Regions from separate parts of the Macaca mulatta genome. Here region 1 is linked to region 2. Evidence: chromatin contacts called from public Hi-C data. All regions are on one chromosome and are shown on one strand. Each heading gives the region's core, a stretch centred on a gene start, on an enhancer-like site or on the middle of the called end of the contact. The rest is flanking DNA. Distances are from core to core; before and after follow the strand shown. Region 1 holds the start of DENND1A (DENN domain containing 1A). Region 2 holds the start of LHX2 (LIM homeobox 2).

Region 1 (4,844 bases), core at 785-3,284, 83 kb after region 2:
TAAGAGGTAGAGCTGAGATTTAAACCCTGGCAGTCTGGTTCTAAAGCCTGTGCTCTTTGCTCCTATGTTGCACTCGCTCTTATGATGGAAGCTTCTCATCACCCTCTACACTAAGGAGGAAACTGAAACATACACTTGTCTAATCATTTGCATAAAATCTACCAGTCAATGCTGAAGCCAGAATTAGAAGATTCCTCACTCCCAGTCCAGTGCTCTCTCCTCAGACCACCCTGCTGTCTCTGAGGCCACCTGAGCAGACACATAATCTCCACCTTCTACCTCCCTCTCCAACACACACACACACACACACACACACACACACACACACGCCACCCAGCAGGCACCCAGACATTTTTGTGGCCAAGATGGCTACAACCTCCTTTGAAAAGCAGCCAGCTTTGCCTTCCACCAATAACTTTGTCTTATTTATAGTCTCCTGCTCAGAGCTTTTGAACTGGCTGCCCATTCCAGGGAAGATCTTGATAACAACTGTTCCTTGGAGATGTTTCACAGGTGAATAAACACCACAGAGCTCCTGCCTGTCTAGCAGAGCTTTGCTCCTGCGGGTGTTTACAAGTCGGTATTGGTGTCTGGGTGCATAAGACTTTAAATTCAAAATGACAGTTTGGACATTTTCACTTTTTTTTTGGTTTTAATTTTAAAAAGTTTACCCTTTGACTTCAACAACCTCAAGGTACAGGCAAAAGGGAAAAGGGAGAAACTACCTTTATTCAGAAGGTGACTCAAACAGAAGAAGTCTTCTATGACTTATCTTACTGCTTTCTTTGCTCCTAGCCTGGCCAGGAGCTAGGACGCAGGACTAGTTACACAGTGGCTATGGGGTGGGGGTAGGGTGAAGAGGCACTCCATGCATTTATAAGAACTGAAATGGCAGAAGCGATTAATGGCTTCAGGACAGAAAATTGAAAAAAGGAAAAAAAAATGCCTAATATTAAAAGTGTCTTTGGACTTGTGGAAGGTGCCACTTTAAAGCATGACTGTGTCACATGTCTGGAATTATTCAGTCTGGACACTAATCTTGGCTTCACTCGCTACTAGTTATGTGATCTTGGGAATGTGGCTCAGTTTCCTCTTTGTAAATTAGGGAGATGAACACAGGATTATTGTGAGGATTGGCACTAATGATGTACGGAAATACTGTGTCTGATTCAGGAAGGGCACTCACCCGCTCATTAAGGGGTGGCTAATGGTAGCTTTCATTATTGCTTCCTTTATGATCCCTCTGGGCCTAGAGGGGATGAAATTGAGGTGTTCATGGAAGTGAATCCCAAGGCAGGGAGCAGGGGCAGGTAGCAGGTTGGTGATCTCGGCTCTCAAATCCTTTCATCTGCACTGAGTTAATCTCTATCAGGGACTTTTGTGGTAAAAGGAGGCTTCGATGTTGGAGTCCCCAAAACGGCTGATAAAGGGAGACAGAGGTCCTCAAGGGGAGGGCAGAGCTGAGTCACCACATGGGTCCACGCAGCCCCCAAGTGGCTTTCCTGTAGGTATGTGGGGTCTCCTTCAAGCTCTAAGGGGAAAGGAAGAGGAAAGGCCTTCAGATGGGGAAGTGGACGGTGTGATGCAGAAGAGGTTCTGCACGGAACTTACTGGAAAGTGCGGGATGTTAAAGGGAAAACGTGTTTTCATGGAGGCCTAGGCGGGAGACATTAGCTGTCCGTTAGAAGGGTTGGGTGGGAGGCCTCCAAGGGGAGGATGGGTGGCGGTTTCATCGGGAGGGCTAGGGGTCTCCATGAGAGGATTAAGGTCTCTTCAGGCCGGCTGTGAGTGGAGGTTTCCAGCGGGACGCAGTGGGGTGGAGACGTGTAAGGGCCTGCGCAGGAACGCCACAGTCCTCCGGGGCCCGCGCCCGGGGAGACGTGCGGGTGACCGCGCTCCTGCCCCGCCCCCGCCGGCCACGGCCCCGCCCCCGCGTGCGGACTACACTTCCCAGCAGCCCCCGCGGGCAGCGGCGGCGGCAGCGCGGGCGGGAGGGGCGGCGGTGAGAGGCGGTGGGGGCGGCGCGCGCCGGGCACGCGCGCCGGCGACCATGGCGTTCGCCGGGCTGGAGCGAGTACATTAACCCCTGGAGGCGGCGGCGGCGGCGAGGGAGCGAGCCTCGAGCGGGCGGGCCCCAGCCTGAGGGAAGGGAGGAAGGGGCGGGGAGAGCGCCAGAGGGAGGCCGGTCGGCCGCGGGCGGGCGGGCAGCGCAGCGCCGAGCGGGGCCCGCGGGCCCATGAGGAGGCCCGGGGACCATGGGCTCCAGGATCAAGTGAGTGCGGCCGGGCCGGGCGGAGCCGGGCCGGGCGCGGGGCGGCGAGGCCGGGCCAGGGCTGCAGGCCGCGGGCCGCGCGGGGGACTTGTTGCCGGGACCGGAGGGGCGCCCCGCGTGCAGGCGTCACGCGGGGAGGGGGACGGTTGCCATGGCGATCCAGGGAGGCGCGGGGGCGGGGTGCGCGCGGGGTGGCAGGGCGCCGGGGGCCAGGTGTCCCCTCCTTACCTAGGGGCCGGAACAGCTGAGATTACTGGGCGGCCCCCTCCCCGGGTTTACGGAGAGCCCCTGAAAATGGCCCTTCAACTGTGGGGATGGGGAGTGGGAAAGCCCCGGAAGCACCTCCCCAAACGGGCATGTTTGGGGCGCCCCTGAGAGTTGGCAGGTCCGGAGAGGTTGCAGCCTGGCCGCTTGAGGCCTGCGGCCCCCGCAGTAGTCGCGTGAGGTTCTTAGAGGGAGGGGTCACACTCATGGACCTAAGGTGTGGATGGCCGGGGAGGAAGGCCCGTCTCTCTCCTATTTCCCCCCTCTTATCTGTGAAAATCTCCACACGGCAAGGGCCAAAGGGTGTGAAGGAGGATACCTCTGTGTTGTAACCAAACACCTGCTCTTGATAATCGTTGGAAAGGCTTTGTAACTCAATCTGGCGAATTCCCCCACTCATTCATTCACCTGGAGGTTTGGCTTTCCGGTGGAGGATTAGCTTTCCGGGGAAATTGTTGATACATGTAACTTCAGAATCCACTGAAACATTGTTGCCCTCTTCGTAGACTTAGAAGTTGACTTTGGAAAGTGCAACTCTTAAGCGGTCCAATTTGGGTGTGTGGCTTTGGACTCTATCTCCCCTCCCAGGCAGGTCCTCTTGTGGCCTCTCCCTTCCTTTGCCCCAGAACTGGAGATGTTTTATCTCTAATTACTAACAAATGTTCGCTTTTTCCTCTGTGACTAATAGAATTGTTTAAGGGCATTAAAAAGCAAAGTTGACAGCATAGGCTTTTCTGTAAAACAACTTTCCTAGAACACTTTAAACCCTCTTACGGGAAAGTCTGTGGAATGTGTTTATTTCAGCATTTTGAGAATTGTACTAGGGAAGTTGGAAAGGAGAAGGGCCTTAAGGGCGAAATCTAATAATTATTCAAACATTGCATCTCATGTCCAGGTGATGCCCGTGCAGTGTGACCCTTGCCCAGCCTTGCAGTCCCCGTGTGGTTAGGCTTCCCATTTGCAAAATATGTATGGGATGCGCTGCAGCAGCCTTGAGACATCTGCTGAATGAAACTAGAAAAGTTTGCTTATGGCAGTGAAAGTGGAAGAGTCGCATGAACACTCTGTTAAATCTTTATTTTTGTGGAAATGAGAAAAAAGTTAGAAGCATGCTCCAAACAAGAGCTTGAGAGGCTTGGGAGGTAAAAAGATGTCGTTTGTGAACCATTGGGATTAAAGAGGCACTCAAGTTTAGCTCCTACTTCCAAGTAAGAGTTGTAAACTTGGATTTCAATAGCACTTAGAAACACTTTCCAGAAGCCATGTTAGAGTTGCAGAGTATGCGTGAGGACACTTACCCTTCTTGTTACAGAAAAGTTCAGAAACTTGCCTGACATGAGGCGGTGAGTGTCAGAACCAGTATTAAAATCCAGCAAGTAAAAGTTCGGATGGCTAGCCGTCAAATGTCTGTTGCTCTCCAAGGTAGCAGGTTGGACAAATAACATTTCTCAAATGTGTCTTGTGGAACCCATCGCTAATTCTGAGCACTTGGACAAGGGAATTTACTAAGGCATGGACTTGTATTAAGTATGAAGAATAGCCTTATTGATCTTGGAACTAGACTACTCTGTGATAAAAACTTAGGCTTGGGAAATATGTTAGTTTGTGGTGAAACTGAAACAGAATATGAAGAGAGAAGTTATGAAAAGTAGTTGTGATTTATAGTGACTGTTGATTATGCAACTTCTGCCTGTGGCTCAGAATGGGGATGGACAGGAAATTACCCACTTAAGTGCTTCTCTAGTTGTTGCAGAAGACGGAGCTTTGGTTACTACTGGCTGGCTATTCCCTCCTGGCAGGGCATTCAAGGTGTTCTCCTGGCTGTGGTGAAATCTAAGTGTGCAGGTTCCATTGAATTGGACAGTCTTGGAGGTAGGGGCAAGGGGGAGGGGTTCCCTTTGTTTTCTCTTGCTTATCTCTGATGCAACAAGTCAGTTGACTAGGTGGAATCAGATCTAGGTTCAAATTCCAGCTCTTTTTAATGCTAATTATGAAACTTCACACAGACTGCCTTTTCAACCTCAGTTTCCCTGAGGTAAAATGGGGAGGAATGTGTCCAGGTTGTAGGGTTATTATGAGCAATGAACACAGTATCAATATAAATGCTAGGTCCGTGTTAAAAACTCAGTAATTGTTTTTTTTTCCTTTTTTTTCACCTTCTGTATCAAAAGACTAAGAACATTACTGTATATTAGAAATGTCAGAGAAAGGTATGTTTAAGGTAATGGAGAAGAAAATTTTAATGACCAAGGAATTAGGCTGTTAACATGCAGAGTAGGGCTTAACATTGTCTCATTATTAAAAAATA
Region 2 (4,812 bases), core at 887-3,386:
GGATCCCAACTCAAGCTTTTTTGTGGTCTGAGCTCCGAGGGGGCGGGCAGCTTCTGCTCTTTTTCGGGTTCTCTTACTTTGTAGACCTTTCCAAGAGCTCCCCAAATTGCTGCTTTAAAAGGTTATCACCCAATTTGTGCTGGCTTGGAGAAGCTGGGGCGGGGCGGTGGGGAGTCCTGAGTAGTGAACCCTCTCCTGGGACTAAAGGGAAAGGAGAGGGCCAAACTGTAAGATTGTGCCTGAAACTGGGGGGAGGGGTCCTGAGGGGCAGTTGGGTGGGGGGCTACCTGTAGTAGTCTTCCTTGCAGTAGATGCTACCGTCTTTGCTGAAACAGGTGAGCTCCGACTCCAGGTTGAGCTTGCACTCGCAGCACTTGAGGCAGCGCATGTGCCACTGCTTGTCCACCGCCAGCAGGTAGTAGCGGTCCGAGATCTTGCCCCCGCAGCCAGCGCACAGCGCTGCGCGGTCACTGCTGATGGACGGCATGGTCTGCGAAGGGAGGGAGGCGGAAGACGGCAGCGCCTGCGTCAGCCAGCGGCCCCTCCGCCGCCGCGAAACTGGCACCCACAGCTCCCTCTGTGGCCTCGGCTAGCCCTGAACGCGGAGGGGGCTGCCAGGGCATGCGGCGGGCTTCCCCCCACCCCAAAAGGCCCATTTTCATTTCTGGGCGGTTTAGAACCCAGGCCCGCCAGCGCAGCCCTAGCCTGCTACCGGCCCAGGCCGGGATCCTGGCCTAAATGGCTCTCCTGCTTACCTCTCTCCCTTCCAGTCCTCCCTGTCCTTTCCCCCAAAATGCTCCGGCTGTGTTTAGGGACCAGGACAGCTACTCCAGTCAAGCCCTCCAAGAGCTTTCCCCAAACTGTTTCTTAAATGAGCCGGGGGGCGGGGGCTAAGGTGACCATTAAGTTACCCTCCACACAGACTCCTCTTTGGAGAGACAGCAGAGTTCCTGGGCCCCAGCTTCAGTGATCCCTGGATCCTTAGGCCAGAGGTTAAGGCCAGGACAAGTCAGCCAACTTCTGGCTCCTCTGCCACACAGGCTGGGGCCCTCTTGGGTTCAGGGATGAGGTGAATGGGGTGCAGGGACACCCTCAAAGTCCCTGGGTGAAGGACAGGTTCAACCCAAATCCTCCCCTATCCAAACTGACCAGCAGAGAAGGTCTAACCGAAGAAGGGCTCGGAGGCTGGGAGGCCACTGGGGCCGCTGGTCCTGCTCCCGAAGCAGAGAAGCTTCTCCCGTGCTCCCCACCTCCGCGGCCTCCTAAAGGTCACTTCTGGGCCCGCTACTTGGGCAGTGTCTGCTCCTCTGGCCCCCAGGGAGGTCTGAGGCGAGGAACTGGCTATTTGGGGCTAGGCCCGCGGAGCCAGGTGTAGAGATCCGAATGGAGTCTCCTTTGGCGAGGGCCAGGCCAGAGCCTGAACTCCCAGCCCTGACCTGGCTAAGTCTGACCAGTCAAAGGTCTGGGGACGCGAACAACGACAAATGTTGGCCCCGAAGGCTTCGGTCTCCGAAACCGCGCAGGGGGTTGAGGGAGATCCCCGATTGCCGGAAAGCCGAGAGCGGCCCAAGCCGGCTGCAGCCCCAGTGCTCCCGGCTGGTTCGCCTTTCCCTGGCGCCGCCCGCGGCGCCGCCAGCAACCGGAGCCGAGAGGTTGAGGAGAGCGCGGGGCTGTCGACCCCGGCGCCCGGCAAGGTGAGAAGGAAGCTGCCCTGGGCCGCGGATGGGACTTGGCTTCCACTTCCGAAGAAACGCTCTCCTCTACCCGCCAGGGCGGAGATTTCGGTTTCAACCTTGTTTCCCTTCTCCGTCCCAGCAGCCGGGTTTCCCCTGAACCGGGAGCCACTGGCCTTGCATTCTGACCGAGGATCCCCAGCACCCAGTCCCGTGCCGCACGAAGGACGCTCCCCAAACTTCGGGGAGCAGAGGCGCTGACTGGCCCGGCCCCATCCCAGCTCTCAACCCCGACCCCACAACCGCGCGCCTACCGTCTCGGTGTCGCCGCGGTCGATGGCGGAGCTGATGGCGGGAGCCTCGCTCTTGGCCCTACGGTCCATCTCGTCGATGACCCCGTGCACCTCGGGGCCCGACAGACTGTGGAACAGCATCGCGGCGGGACCGGCGGGGCCGGGGGCGCGGCTCCTCCGAGGGAGGGCTTGCCCCCCGCCTCAGCTGCCTGGCGCTCCTGGTGCTAACGGGCCCGGTGCATCGCCACCGCGGCCCCGGCCCCGCCCGAGCTCGGCTGCGCCCCCAGGCCGGGCTCCGGGCCCCGGGCGCCCGCGGGGCAGGACGCCTCCAGCCGAGGCGCGGGGGCAGCTACATTGCGGGGCGCCTGGGCGACGGCGCCAAAGCCAGGGTCACAAGGGCACGGGGCAAGCGGGGCGGGGGGAGCAGGAGACTAGGGCAGAGGTCGGCGCCCGCCGCGGGCGCTTTCACGCCGCGGGCATCGCCCGCCCGGCTTCGGCGCCCGGGGCGCAAAGCAGGGGCGCAAACTCTGCCCAAGGCGGCGACGGCTGGGGTCGGGGTTCACCCAGAAGCTGCTAGGTGCCCGCGGCGGCCCAGTTGCCTGGACCCCTCCCCTCCCTGGGGTGCGCCCCCAGCCCAAGGCGACCCTCTTGGGCGCTGAGTCGGCGACTGGAGTAGGGGTTTCTCTGAAGCCTGCGAGCCGAGCCGAGCCACCGGGAGAATTGAAGAGGAGGAGGAAGAGGAGGAGGAGGCGGCGGAGGAGGAGGTGGAGGAGGAGAAAAAAGAGGAGGAGCAGAGTGGGAGGAGGAGCCGCCGGCCGCGGGCCCAGCCGCGCGCAATGCTCTCCAAGCGCGCGCCTAGCCCAGCCCCGGCTCAGCAGTCCGCGCCAGCGCAAGCCTCCGCGCCTTTTCTACAGCCGCGCCTGACATCACGTCCTGCCGCCGTGCCATTGGCCGCTCGGCGCCCCAGGCCCTGGCAGCGCGTGCTCCGGGAAGGCGGGAGACCCCAGAGGGAGGGGAGAGGCAAGAGGAGCAGAGGAGAGTCGAGATGGTGGGAGCTGGTGGGCGAGGCTGGAGGGCGGAGTGGGGGGAAGACAGGGAGGAGGGAGAGCGCGGGGTTTGGAGTTTTTAAGATACGAACAGCTTCCTGCGATATCTTCAGAAAGGAAAATTAAACCCTCTATCCTAAGAAGGCGCAGCAAGGGGATGCTTGTCTCACTGCGGTCTCCCCTCGGCCTGGAGCCGCGGCCTCCGGCACCCGCCTGGGAGGCCCGGGAAGGCAGGCCTGGGGCAGAGTTGCAAGAGCCTTCGGCCGTTTTCCATCGAGCTCCGCCTTCGGCCCGGGCTCTGCACAGCGGACTACAGGCGGCCGCGCAAGCCTCCTGGGTATCCGGCTGAGCCTGAGAGGCGAGACCGGCGAGAGCTGTGACTCCAGGGGAGGGGGGCCAGCCAGCATATCCACGCTCCAAGCCCGCTAGGGCCCAGTCTGCAGCCCAGCGTGTAGTTTCTCGCTCTTCCCGTTCTCTCCCCAGCCTGGAAGAGTGGGGGCGAGCATGGCTTTAGGAACTCAGAAAGGCTAGGGTTCGAGTCCTAGCTCTTCCACTTACATGCACTGTAAACTTAGTGACTTCTCCTCCCTTAGCCTGTTTCTGACCTTTATAATAGGAGACAAGAAGCTCTCCTCCGCATGGATGTGTTGAATGAAAGAGACTGTGGATGTAAAATGCCTGGACCATAGTAGGCACTTAGCAAATTATTTCATCACGCCCTCTCCTTTTCCATTAAAAACTTTCTCACTCCAAGATACATTCAATATCAGTGAGGTTCTTAAAAACCACAGGCCCATTCTCTGCCCACTGGGCACACCTTGTCTCAGACCCCGCTGATGGCGCCAGTCCTCCTTATCCGCCTGGCTGCACCACCTCACCAGGGGCCAACAACCTAGCGTGCTAGGTAAATCCCAACTGCCACCCCCAGCCTCCAGGCTTCATGCTCACCCTAGAGTCTCCTGGGGACTGGAGGGAAATGCCCAGGTGTCTGGTGGGGAGGGATTTAGGAAATAAAATGATTGTAGACAAAAACTGAATAAACACGTCAGTTACAGAGTCCCATCTGGGTCTGCTTCGGAAGCAGGTTTGGCTCTGTCTAATAGGGACAAGGCGGGTGTCAGTCTGAAATGACTTGTTGCCAGGACAGGTAAGGGGATAGTCAGGACCTGCGGTTTACCTCACAGGGTACAGAGTTGAGGATGAAATCATGTTTTTCGCGTGTGTAACTTTCACACACAAATATATGTGTGCACAAATATATGTATGCGTGTAATGCCCAAGCACATGAACTTGTGTTCATGTGTGCAAATATACATGTTCATCTCTGTTGGCAAAAACACAGCGAGCACGAATTTTATTTCTGTTGGCAAAATCACAGCCAGCACCACTATAGCGCTAGGGTCTTACACATGCGCATCAGGTGTAAAGTGTCCAGAGCTGGGAAGAAGGATGCAACTGCAAAATGGTAAATTGCACGTTATACCTGCACTTGCGTGCTCAGGCGATTCTACTTAAATCACTGCAAGTGCTCCTACGAGGTCGTTTTGCATATTTGAAAAAACTTGAAGTTACAATTATATGTGTATGTGCTGCATGTGTACAGATGCCCCAACGCGAGGGAAGGACCACTAAACCCAAAGACGCGCGTGCCCGTGTATTCACACAGACGTGTGCTTCGGCGCCTGCACATGGCCGGCGCGCAGGCACGCGGACGCCTACACGGATACATAGGCATGTTTTATTGACGCATCTGGGGCACTTTCTTTCAAAGAAAGTAAGGAATGAAAATCCAATCTAAGA

The links. A called contact is a pair of places that touch in the nucleus more often than the background predicts.
Region 1: a contact with region 2 is called in a Hi-C map of fetal cortex germinal zone, with 1.7 times the contacts expected there. The contact joins the promoter of DENND1A here to the promoter of LHX2 in region 2. A contact is called at or near these places in 2 of 14 Hi-C or Micro-C datasets (cortical neurons and fetal cortex germinal zone).

The regions. Positions count from the first base shown.
Region 1 is chr15:23,860,470-23,865,313 of T2T-MMU8v2.0, forward strand. It overlaps DENND1A (DENN domain containing 1A), which reads left to right and starts at 2,035. Exons shown (of 21, transcript XM_077968020.1): 1 at 2,035-2,272.
Region 2 is chr15:23,777,076-23,781,887 of T2T-MMU8v2.0, forward strand. It overlaps LHX2 (LIM homeobox 2), which reads right to left and starts at 2,137. Exons shown (of 5, transcript NM_001261792.1): 1 at 1,988-2,137; 2 at 288-490. The coding sequence starts at 2,107. It overlaps LOC106993611 (a long non-coding RNA gene), which reads left to right and starts at 2,916. Exons shown (of 2, transcript XR_001439886.3): 1 at 2,916-4,812.